2 separate regions of the Mus musculus genome follow, and region 2 is linked to region 1. A link is a contact called in public Hi-C data. All regions are on one chromosome and are shown on one strand. The core of a region is the stretch at or near the end of the contact, and the rest is flanking DNA. Distances in the headings are between cores, read along the strand shown. Region 1 overlaps Trappc9 (trafficking protein particle complex 9). Region 2 overlaps Trappc9 (trafficking protein particle complex 9).

What was found. Hi-C and Micro-C count contacts between places; a contact is called where the count stands out from the background.
Region 2: a Hi-C map of cerebral cortex shows a contact between it and region 1, with 4 times the contacts expected there. The contact joins two enhancer-like sites. A contact is called at or near these places in 5 of 39 promoter capture datasets (the C10 cell line, the HPC-7 cell line, embryonic stem cells and 2 more), 2 of 15 datasets of contacts at CTCF or cohesin (large pre-B cells and pro-B cells), 13 of 484 Hi-C or Micro-C datasets (the G1E-ER4 cell line, the N1E-115 cell line, bone marrow-derived macrophages and 7 more), 1 of 115 datasets of contacts at active chromatin or transcription factors (astrocytes) and 1 of 9 other capture datasets (embryonic stem cells).

What each region holds. Positions count from the first base shown.
Region 1 is chr15:72,905,349-72,909,870 of GRCm38.p6, reverse strand. The region is part of intron 15 of Trappc9 (trafficking protein particle complex 9); the gene reads left to right. Among named protein-coding and RNA genes, the nearest start is that of Gm31665, 64 kb to the left of the region's middle. Within about 2 kb of position 2,765, at least 15 of the 459 cell types and tissues checked have an H3K27ac peak or open chromatin away from gene starts, as enhancers often do. A contact at or near this core is called in cerebral cortex, where this site is marked.
Region 2 is chr15:73,019,494-73,024,015 of GRCm38.p6, reverse strand. All of the region lies in intron 6 of Trappc9 (trafficking protein particle complex 9), which reads left to right. Among named protein-coding and RNA genes, the nearest start is that of Trappc9, 39 kb to the left of the region's middle. RefSeq lists an enhancer at 697-3,597. Within about 2 kb of position 2,520, at least 59 of the 459 cell types and tissues checked have an H3K27ac peak or open chromatin away from gene starts, as enhancers often do. A contact at or near this core is called in cerebral cortex, where this site is marked.

The sequences.
Region 1 (4,522 bases), core at 1,516-4,015:
GGCCCAAGACAAACATCTTAAAGAAATATACCATACTCATAGATAGGAAGACTAAATGGCATAAAATATTCCCATGTTTCCAAAATTCATCTATTGGTTTGAAAGTTTGGATGGAAATTCTACCAGATGACCTTAAAGATTTACCTTGAAGAGTGATTCTGAAATTTCTGTGAAAGAGCAGGGGGTGGGAAATATCCAGCTGGCTCCAAAACAATCGTCAGGTGAGGGCTGGCCCTGCCAGGTCACAAAGGCCACTGCCACAGGCACTGAAAGGCCACTGAGTCTGCCCAAAGCTTTTGGAATGACTCGGTCAGAGGATGAGTAGGAAGTTTTCAAGTAGGCAGCAGAAGGCTGCCTACACCAGGGGGAAGGCTGTCTATCCTGATGGTTCACAAACCGTGCTGAGCATTGTAGTGTCTCCTCGAGCCTTCAGTAACCCTGATGCCAGTTAAGTGACAGTGGGAGGAGGGCTGACATTTCTAAGATCCTAGGTAACATCAGCACAGAGGAAGGCAGAGCAGCCCTGCATGCACCCCAGGCAGTAACTGCAAGGGTGTGGCTCACTAGGTAGATGTAAGGGCCATGAGAAATGAAGGAGGAGCGTGGGAAGATCACATGGCCTCAGGGTAGGGCCATAGCCTACTTTGTATACTGACCATGGCAGTGAGAAGTTCTGACTCAAGCTGTAGTAAAGAGAGGCAAAGCCACTGTGCACCAGCAGTGTGGCCATGATGCCCATGCGGAAGGCAGCAAGGAGGGGAAGCTGTAGCTGGGAGGCCAACGATGGCAGAAACAGGAAAGATGAGGGGGGTTAGAGCTTGGGTGAGAGTAGAGAAGGTGGTCGTGGGGAGGTAAGAACAGCACTGGAAATGCTTGGGCAGTCTGGACCCTGAGCTAGCAGTACAGGGTCCGTACTCCACCAGACACCAACTCTTCCTGTTTGGACGGAAGCACCTATCATCATTCCTTCCACTGAACAGCCACCCCCACCCGGCAGTTGTCTCTTGGTGAGTCACCACAGCTTGACTGGAGAGAGCAATGATGAGCACAGGAGATCGATCGATGGTCCACAGAGAGGCTCTCGTTGCCTGCAGTGCAGTCACCTGTTGCTGATGAATGACAAACACCCCAGTCTCCATCCCAGGGGCTTAGAAAGTTATTTTCCAACCGGAATTTAAACCAAAGAACAAAGTCAACCTTCCCACATGCTGGCCGAACAGGGGGCCTAGTAATGTACGTACTTCATAGGTTATTAAACAGACCTCTGGGGCAAATGTGGTGGGTGGCACGAAGCTGTCTACATCAGCAGAGATGCTCTCCTACGAGCCCCAGGGAGGCAGGGACAGGCTGACCTTTCCCATGGCTACGCTGCGGCGCTGTGAAATGACTGTCTGTGAGTCAGAAGGCAGGTAGGTGGCAGGGCTAAATATAACGATGGGCAGGCAGTCCAGCACATTAGCTTTGTTCCTTTGGAGCAAAAGCAGACAGCCCACTGAATACAAAACAAAAGCAACACTCAATGGCCAACACAACCCAAAAGCAATCATAGGTCAGGATTAAAATCTAAGATACCCCCCCCCCCCGTTTCAGTTCAAATATGGAAAAAAAAAAGTTGGCAGAAGAGAATAAACATCTGTTCAAAGTCACCAGTGAACCACTCAAGGCCTAGATGGGATGGTCAGACTGTGAAGAGGCTAGGGCTGCAGGCCCAGAGTCTCTCGTCCCTGGAGGCCTTCTATAAGGGGCTAAGGGGGCAGAGAAGAGAAGGCACCAAGGAAGTTAACACTGGCTGGGGAGAAGGCAGCAGCCCACCCTGTTTGTATAAAACACAAGGCAGAGAAAGGGGCAACAAGTATGAAAGCAGCAATGAGGTTGCCATGGGGACCCAGCTAGGGAATGGGCAACTTAGGAGTCAGAGCTCCCCTGTCTCCCCAAAGGACCAAAAGCCCACAGGACCGGGAACTGGGTAGAGGTTGTGTCTGGTCCCTGAAGGCAGATGGCCGATGAGAACATCTTCACAAAGGCAGCGTGGGTCAAGGTAGAAAAGTTCTCATGGAGCCCTGGGTGTGTGGGGGGGAACCCCTGTTTCTGATGACAAAGGGGGACAGCAGGGCTTTTCAAAGGAGACCAAGGAATAGCTCTCGAGGCTGAGGGGGCAAGGGCTGAGTGAGGAAGGGACACCCAGGTAGGCGGCAGGTAGGCAGAACCTGGGAATTCAGAGACAAGGATCCTGGACTTGCCCTCTCAAGCACAGTAGGGCGACATGCATTCAGACAGATTCTCAGGGGGCTTGTGCTGGCACAGGGGCATGTCGACAGCAGGACCGGTGTGATCTCCTGGTCACAAATGAAGACCCTGTGAGAACAGGCAGGAAGTAACTGAATTGCATGCCAGGCGAGTGTGTTGGGCACTGTTAAATATTCTCTCCGTCCTTATGTTTTCTAAACCAAGGAAAAGCCAAGTTTCAACAAAATCTCAGGCTTTCTTTTAAAAAAAAATCAAAACCAAAACACATGTTTGTGGTAATACTGAGGCATCTAGGAATTCCAAAGACAGAAAGAGATATACCCCTGTGTTAAGACTGCAAGCAAGCTGCCTTCAGCTTCCGGGTGCTTTGGGATGAGTCACACCACTCTTTAAAAAAATAAGACTGAGAACTCCAAAAATCCATATTTATTCTCACAAGAGAACAGCAGACCAGGGCAGGGATGCTGAACAGCTCTTCCGATCTCAGAGGACAGCGTTAGGGGAGCGGGCAGGTCATGGGAGAGAACACAGCCGACTGCAGAGCAGCGGCCCACTGATAAAAGTAATCCCAGGCCACAGTGGCAACCCCTGCTTTAGCTGTCAGCAAACTGTGAAGCGGTACACCGTCAGATGTGATTCACACATAGCCCTGGACTCTGGATGAACAACCGTGTTGATGCCTCTGCCCTTAGCAGCCTGCTCCCAGGGTGTTCATCAGAAAGGTGGCAAGAAGCGTACCCACCCGTGGGAAGCAGAGCGGGATCTCATCAGAGCTTAGCAAGCCACTGGTGTCTCTGCTGAACCCCAGGCTGCGAGCATAGGGCCATTCAGTGACAGTACACAGGGAAAAGGAGGAAGAGCAAGCTTACCTGTGGCCACATCTACCACTCTGCACTAGTGGCCTCCCCAGAGAACTCTGCATGTCTCACTCCAGGGCAGCTACAAACTACCTTCCTTCTATGGTTTTGTTGTAGCATCAAGAAAAATCATCACTTTTTTGATTGACATCTTATTCCATAAGAAATGATTTAATAGCAGCTTGATATGTAATCATATATATGTGTGTGTGTTTGTGGGTATACACACACACATATATATATATATATAAAGCCTGGAACTAATCTATCCTCTTCTATGGAAAGAAGGTTACTTAACCACCTATATCAGTAGCTACTGTACCCCAAGCTACAACTTTTCTGGGAACCCCAGAGCACTCTATGTGTTCAGGCAGACAATGGGAAGCCTCCAGACACTGGAAAGGGCAGAAGGCCTTAGGTCTGGTGCCATCACTGTGTGCACCTGTGGAGGGAGAGAAGTGTCCGGATGAGGCTGTCCATGGAGGCTGGGGACCGTGCTGCTCCAATTCCACTGTCACCATAGACATATTTTTACTTTCCTAAACACACTGCGGAGTTTCTGAATGAACAAACATGCTTTCTCTACGGAAATTAAGGATGAGTGTTGGCTCATCGTTTTAGCCAACTGCTTCTACTGCTCTGGTTTTCTTGAGCATATTTTATGATAACCAGATGGGCTCTTTTGGCATCCATGGATTTTATGAATACATGAGAAGGCATCTTTGAAAAATATTCTACCTGGAACAGCCTACGCTGACAGACTCCCACGAGACACCCTTTGCTTTCTTTTACCTTTGCAAGTGTATTTTATTTTAGTTACATTCTATTCAAGTTTATTTTAGGTATCTGTTACCATACACACACACACACACACACACACACACACACACACACACATACACACAATCTCCTTGTTCGTTCATATCTTTTTCTTTCTTTCTAGAAGCACGTTAAAAAAAAAAAAACATAGCCTGTCACTAGGGTTGGTTGCTAAGCCATTTGTAAGCCCTAACCATAGGTTTGGTAGTGTTTTGATATATATATATATATATATAGTTTGGACCTCTGGGGATGCTGGTGAGCTCAGGATGTTGCTTTTGTGTCAGGGTGGCCGGTGGTTCCAAGTTTGTGTTTTAGCTATGTGTTGATGGGCCGTGTAATACTGAAGAAGTCACCTCATTGGAACCTTGGCTCTCTCATGCGTACAATCACTATGGCAATGCCCACTTTACAGGGAGTGTGGAACGAGTTGGATGCCCCCATGCACTTGTGCCTGCTGCATGACCAGTTATCAGATCTGCCAGGGTTCATCAGAGAGGAGGGGCTGCTGCTGGGTACAATAGGAACTGGCTCACATAGTTGTGGAGGGCGGAAAGCCCTGCAACAGGTTGCCCATGAGCTGGAGACTCTGGAGGAAC
Region 2 (4,522 bases), core at 1,271-3,770, 110 kb before region 1:
ACAATGGGCCAAGCCGTGTGTGTGTGTGTGTGTGTGTGTGTGTGTGTCTTGGATAGTCTGTTCTCTCCTCCCCGTTATGGGTCCCAAGAATTGAGCTTAGTTAGGCTAGTGACAAGCACCTTTAGCTGTTGAGCCATCTCGCCTGCCCTGAAGCTGTGTTTTTTAGGGATGCTAAGGCTATAGTCCTTGTAGAGGACTGGAGGGAGGGATGCCCCATGCCAGGCATACACAAACTTAGTGAAATGTGCACTGACTGAGACCCTGGGCATCGAAGGGCTTGCTTCACAGGGCAAGGACCCATGATGAGGGAAAAAGACCACCTGAGTGTCTGAGGTGGGCTGCTAGGGCCTCACTGGCCTGGAGCATGGAGAGACAGCAGGGGTCATGCTGGTGTAGGTTTGCCAAAGGTCAGTGAGGGCAATACACAGGGCAAGGGTACTTCAAGGGCAAGAGGGTGGCACCTTAATTGTAATCCATGCTTCTGAGTGAAGAGTGCTAGGCCTCTCAGGTAGACTGGAAAGGTCCAGGGAAGCCTTGAATTATTTGTAGCTGGGAGGCTGGATTTAGGTTAGATGGTCCTGTGTCCTTCCACAGCTCTGCAGTGGGCTACTGCTGTTATCAGGCCCAGGCGGTTCAGGAGACAGCTTTGAACACAGAAGAGGCTCCAAGCAGACCGGAAAGGTCTGGGGAGTGGAGTCTGTTGGGCTTAGCTGGTGCTAGAGTAGTGGGTGGCTGCCAGGCTTCCCAGCCCTGCTCCTCTTCTACAGACCTGTGGGCCCTCACTCTCTGCAGTTACTGAAGTCCGCTTTGCAGATTAAAGGGAGGAGATCTGGACTTACTGCAACCTGCTATCTATTCACAGTGGGGCCCTGTAGTTTGGATCAGCTCTGCTATCATCTTGCTCGGCGTCAGGCAAACACTAGAGGGCAGCAATGCTCTGTGGCAATTGTGGCCCTGCCTGCGGCACAGGGCGGTTACCAGCCTTTGAATTCTGCCGGAGGAGGAAGGCACTTTGCGGTCCTTGTCTCATCCTGATGTTTGTCTGCTAGTTGACAAGGCAGCAAAATAATGAGTTCTGGTGGGATTTTATAATCACAGTAAAGAGAAGGGCCTGGAGTTTTTCTGAAATAGAACAAGCTTTTGGTTCTTAATCAAGTGTGATCCATTGTGGAGCTGATGGTAACGAAGGACTTCGGCGGCAAATGGCGGACATTTGGGAAGGAATGGAGATGTGACTAGTGCAAGTTCCATCTGTCTTTCAGAATCCCTGCATGAGCTGGTGGTGCCACACACTTTGAATCCCAGCACTCAGGAGGCAGAGGCAGGCAGATTTCTTGAGTTTCAGGCCAGCCTGGTCTACAAAGGGAGTCCAGGACAGTCAGGGATATTACACAGAGAAACTCTGTCTCAAAAATCCAAAACCTCAGAACTGGAGGATAAAACTGTCTTTATCGGTGCTCTGCAAAATAGATGCAGAGTCCCTCTTCCCTGTGCAGGCACAGGGTGACCTGCGTGTGTTGGCTGGTTTAGGCGAGTGATTTCTGGTAATTATCTGGCACTCCCAAATGGCAACAAATAGCTGGCTGTGTACAGATCTGTGCAATGGTCATGAGGGTTTCACAGGCAAATGACAAGGTTCATATGAGAACAGAGGGGCTGGGACTTGAGTCATCATTTTCCCCTGTTTGTGAATAGAGGAGCCATGCAGCACCCTCTCAGCTTGTCTTCTGTGGAGAGCAAGCAGCCACCTCTCTCCTTTACTTAGTGCCGCTGCACACCGTCTGGGAACAGCAGGGTGGCAAGGAGGCTGCAAACCTCACTGGCATCCATTCACAGACTTCTTGAAGTAGGAATCTGTTCCTTGAGATTCTGTGGTCTAAATGTAGCCACCCCTATCTGCAGAGGGAGGTTAGGAAAAGGAACAATGATTCAGGCACCAAAGAAGATGGTGGCTTAGAGGTGAGGGGTCCCTGGGACACGTGTTCATGCACCCTTTGTGTTCCTTCCCTTCCCTTCCCTTGCCTCTGGGATGGGCAGGAGTGACTCTAGGCAAAGTGTTTCTGTCTGCCTGCCTGCTAGCCTGCTCCTGAAGTCCAGTGAGCTGCAGACAGTCATGGTCCACACTGGCCGGCGCTGAGGAGGGGAAACCGGCTGATAAACAAAAGACATGGAGGCAAACAATTCCCAAGTGAGTCAGATCTACAGAAACAAAGACCACGCTCCCATTGGATACCTTCTGCGGAGGAGCAGCTCGGGAGGCCTTCATCCCAGGAGCATAAGCACTGTTGCAATGTAGAGCAAGGTGCAACAAAGAAAGATGCACAGGCTGCGATGACTGTCTCCCCTGTAGCTGGCTGGTGGGGCTTGTGGCGGCTCCATCTGGTGCTGAGCAGACCCTGAGAAAGGTCTCGTCAGTTCCTTTCCTCACCACTTGCAGCCAGTTTTAAAGACAGGGAAACTGAGGGGTGAGACCCAGCTCAGCTCACAAAGTCTCCCATTGTTCTTTCAGTCCCCCTCGCTCCCTCGCTTGTGTGATTCCAAAAGCCCAACCCGGTGGCAGCTCCCCTCCCCCACCCTAGGCTGCCTGAGGGACTGAATACATTTTTGTTTTCAACAGAAAATGGCAGGTGACCTTACGAGAAAGTGCTACTGAGGAAGTGTCTGGAAAACTAGACCAGCTTCTGAGGGTCGCAGCGTGGCCCCGTCCTCCGCCTCCTCACATCTCTAAGTTCCAGAACAATTGGTGCCCTTTAAAACATTCTCCTTTATGAGACTTTAGAGGGGACTTTCAACCTCTTTGTCTTTGGTTAATTTTCTTTGCAAAGCCATTCAGATTTTATGCAGGCTACTCTGTTCAGATGCAAGAACAGCCTCCTCCTCCTCGGATTTCTTTTTTGATGGGTTTCCTTAATGAAGCTGTTGCTAAGGAAACCCTGCAAGAGCCTGGTAGGCACCAGAGTGACTGCATCCCTAGTGCTCCTGTCAGGTTGAGCTCAGAGTCAGAAGGGTGGGAGAGTGGGGAAGGGTGTCATCTGGGGAAGGGGCTGAGGTAATGCTGTGACAGGTCAAAGCTGGCCAACTGGCCAATGGCTTCCAGGGCCAGTCAGTCCGTGGGGGAACTGTGGGGGAACCGTGGGGGGATCCACAGCTCTTACAAGGAAACCATTGAATGGGGGGGGGTGGAGAAGGAAGGTCACCTGCTAGATTCCTTTCTGGAATTGAGAGGAGAGAGAGAGAGAACTGAGAAATTTCTGGTCTAACAGGATTCTGGTGTGTGGCTTGACTAAGAGTCCAGGAGAGTGGAAGTCTGTGAGGACAGTGAGGGGGGCTCAGTCATTCCAGAGCCAGGGGTCTGCAGAGACCCCTTGGGGGCCAGCTCTGCTCTACCCCCTCCCCTCCCCCTCCCAACTTGGAAAGGCACTGCCCATTGAGCTGAGTTTCAAATCTCCACTCTAACCAGAAAAGGTGATAAAAGAAGCCAGACCTCAGTGCCCTGCAGGCAGCTGTAATTTTTAAGGAGGGGTGAGAGGGATACTTGGGAATTCCTCTTTGGAGACTTGCAAGTCACTTTGGTCTCATGGGCTTGGGGAATCTTGGCTTTCCCTCTCCGCTTTAGCAGTTAGGAACCTTAGCATCAAGTCTACAGATACCTTAATAATTACACCCACTTCCTGGCAGGCATTTTTCTGATCGAACCTTCCTCTGGTTTTATTTAACTATAATCTCATTTTTTTCACCTTGATTTTTTTTTTTTATATTTTGGCTGTTACTGCTCTTAAATTGTGTGTGTTTAAAAAATTGATTTTACATTCTTCTTTAGAACAAGGCAGAATGTAAACAGATGCAGGCACGGAGAGTAGCGCAGGCGCACTGCAGACACAGAGAGAACCGCAGGCACACTGCTTTTGGAGGTTCCAGGGTATTTACCTTAGGAGGTTACAGCTGAGGTGAATGTTAAAACTGTGTTTTCAGTAGGCGAGTCTGGTAATACACGCAGACTCTGGAGAAGGGATGGGGGCTTATTCATCTCTCTGTGCAGGCACAGTGCTTGTCAGAGAAGAGACACTTATTAATCTCTGACGCATGATTCATCCGGCTGCTCTCTCCAGTGTCGGCACCGCTCCGAGCAATGACAGCGGTGACCATTGGTAGGGATGCAAGGTGTCCCACGAAGAGCTCCACAACCTTTCTGCGTTTAACACTTCAAGGCCCTCCTGTGAGGAATTGTTTTTATTAGTTCATATTTGTTATGCACAGCAGACTTGGTTTTTATTCGGGAGAGCTTCAAGGCTCTGGAAGATTGCTAGAGTGGTGCAGCCAACACTGGGATGCCCACTGGCTAGAGGGTGGTGCCTGCCCTCGGCACCCAGCTAGCTTGCCTGGCACAGGTTTGCAAGTTTGTTCCCATCATAGTGGAAGTCAGTACCTATTTCCTTTCTGTGGCCAGATACTAGCCACTCTTTTTTATAGGTCTGGCTTTTCCTTTTATGCACCAGTGGACAGCAGGGGCTGCTGCCTCCTC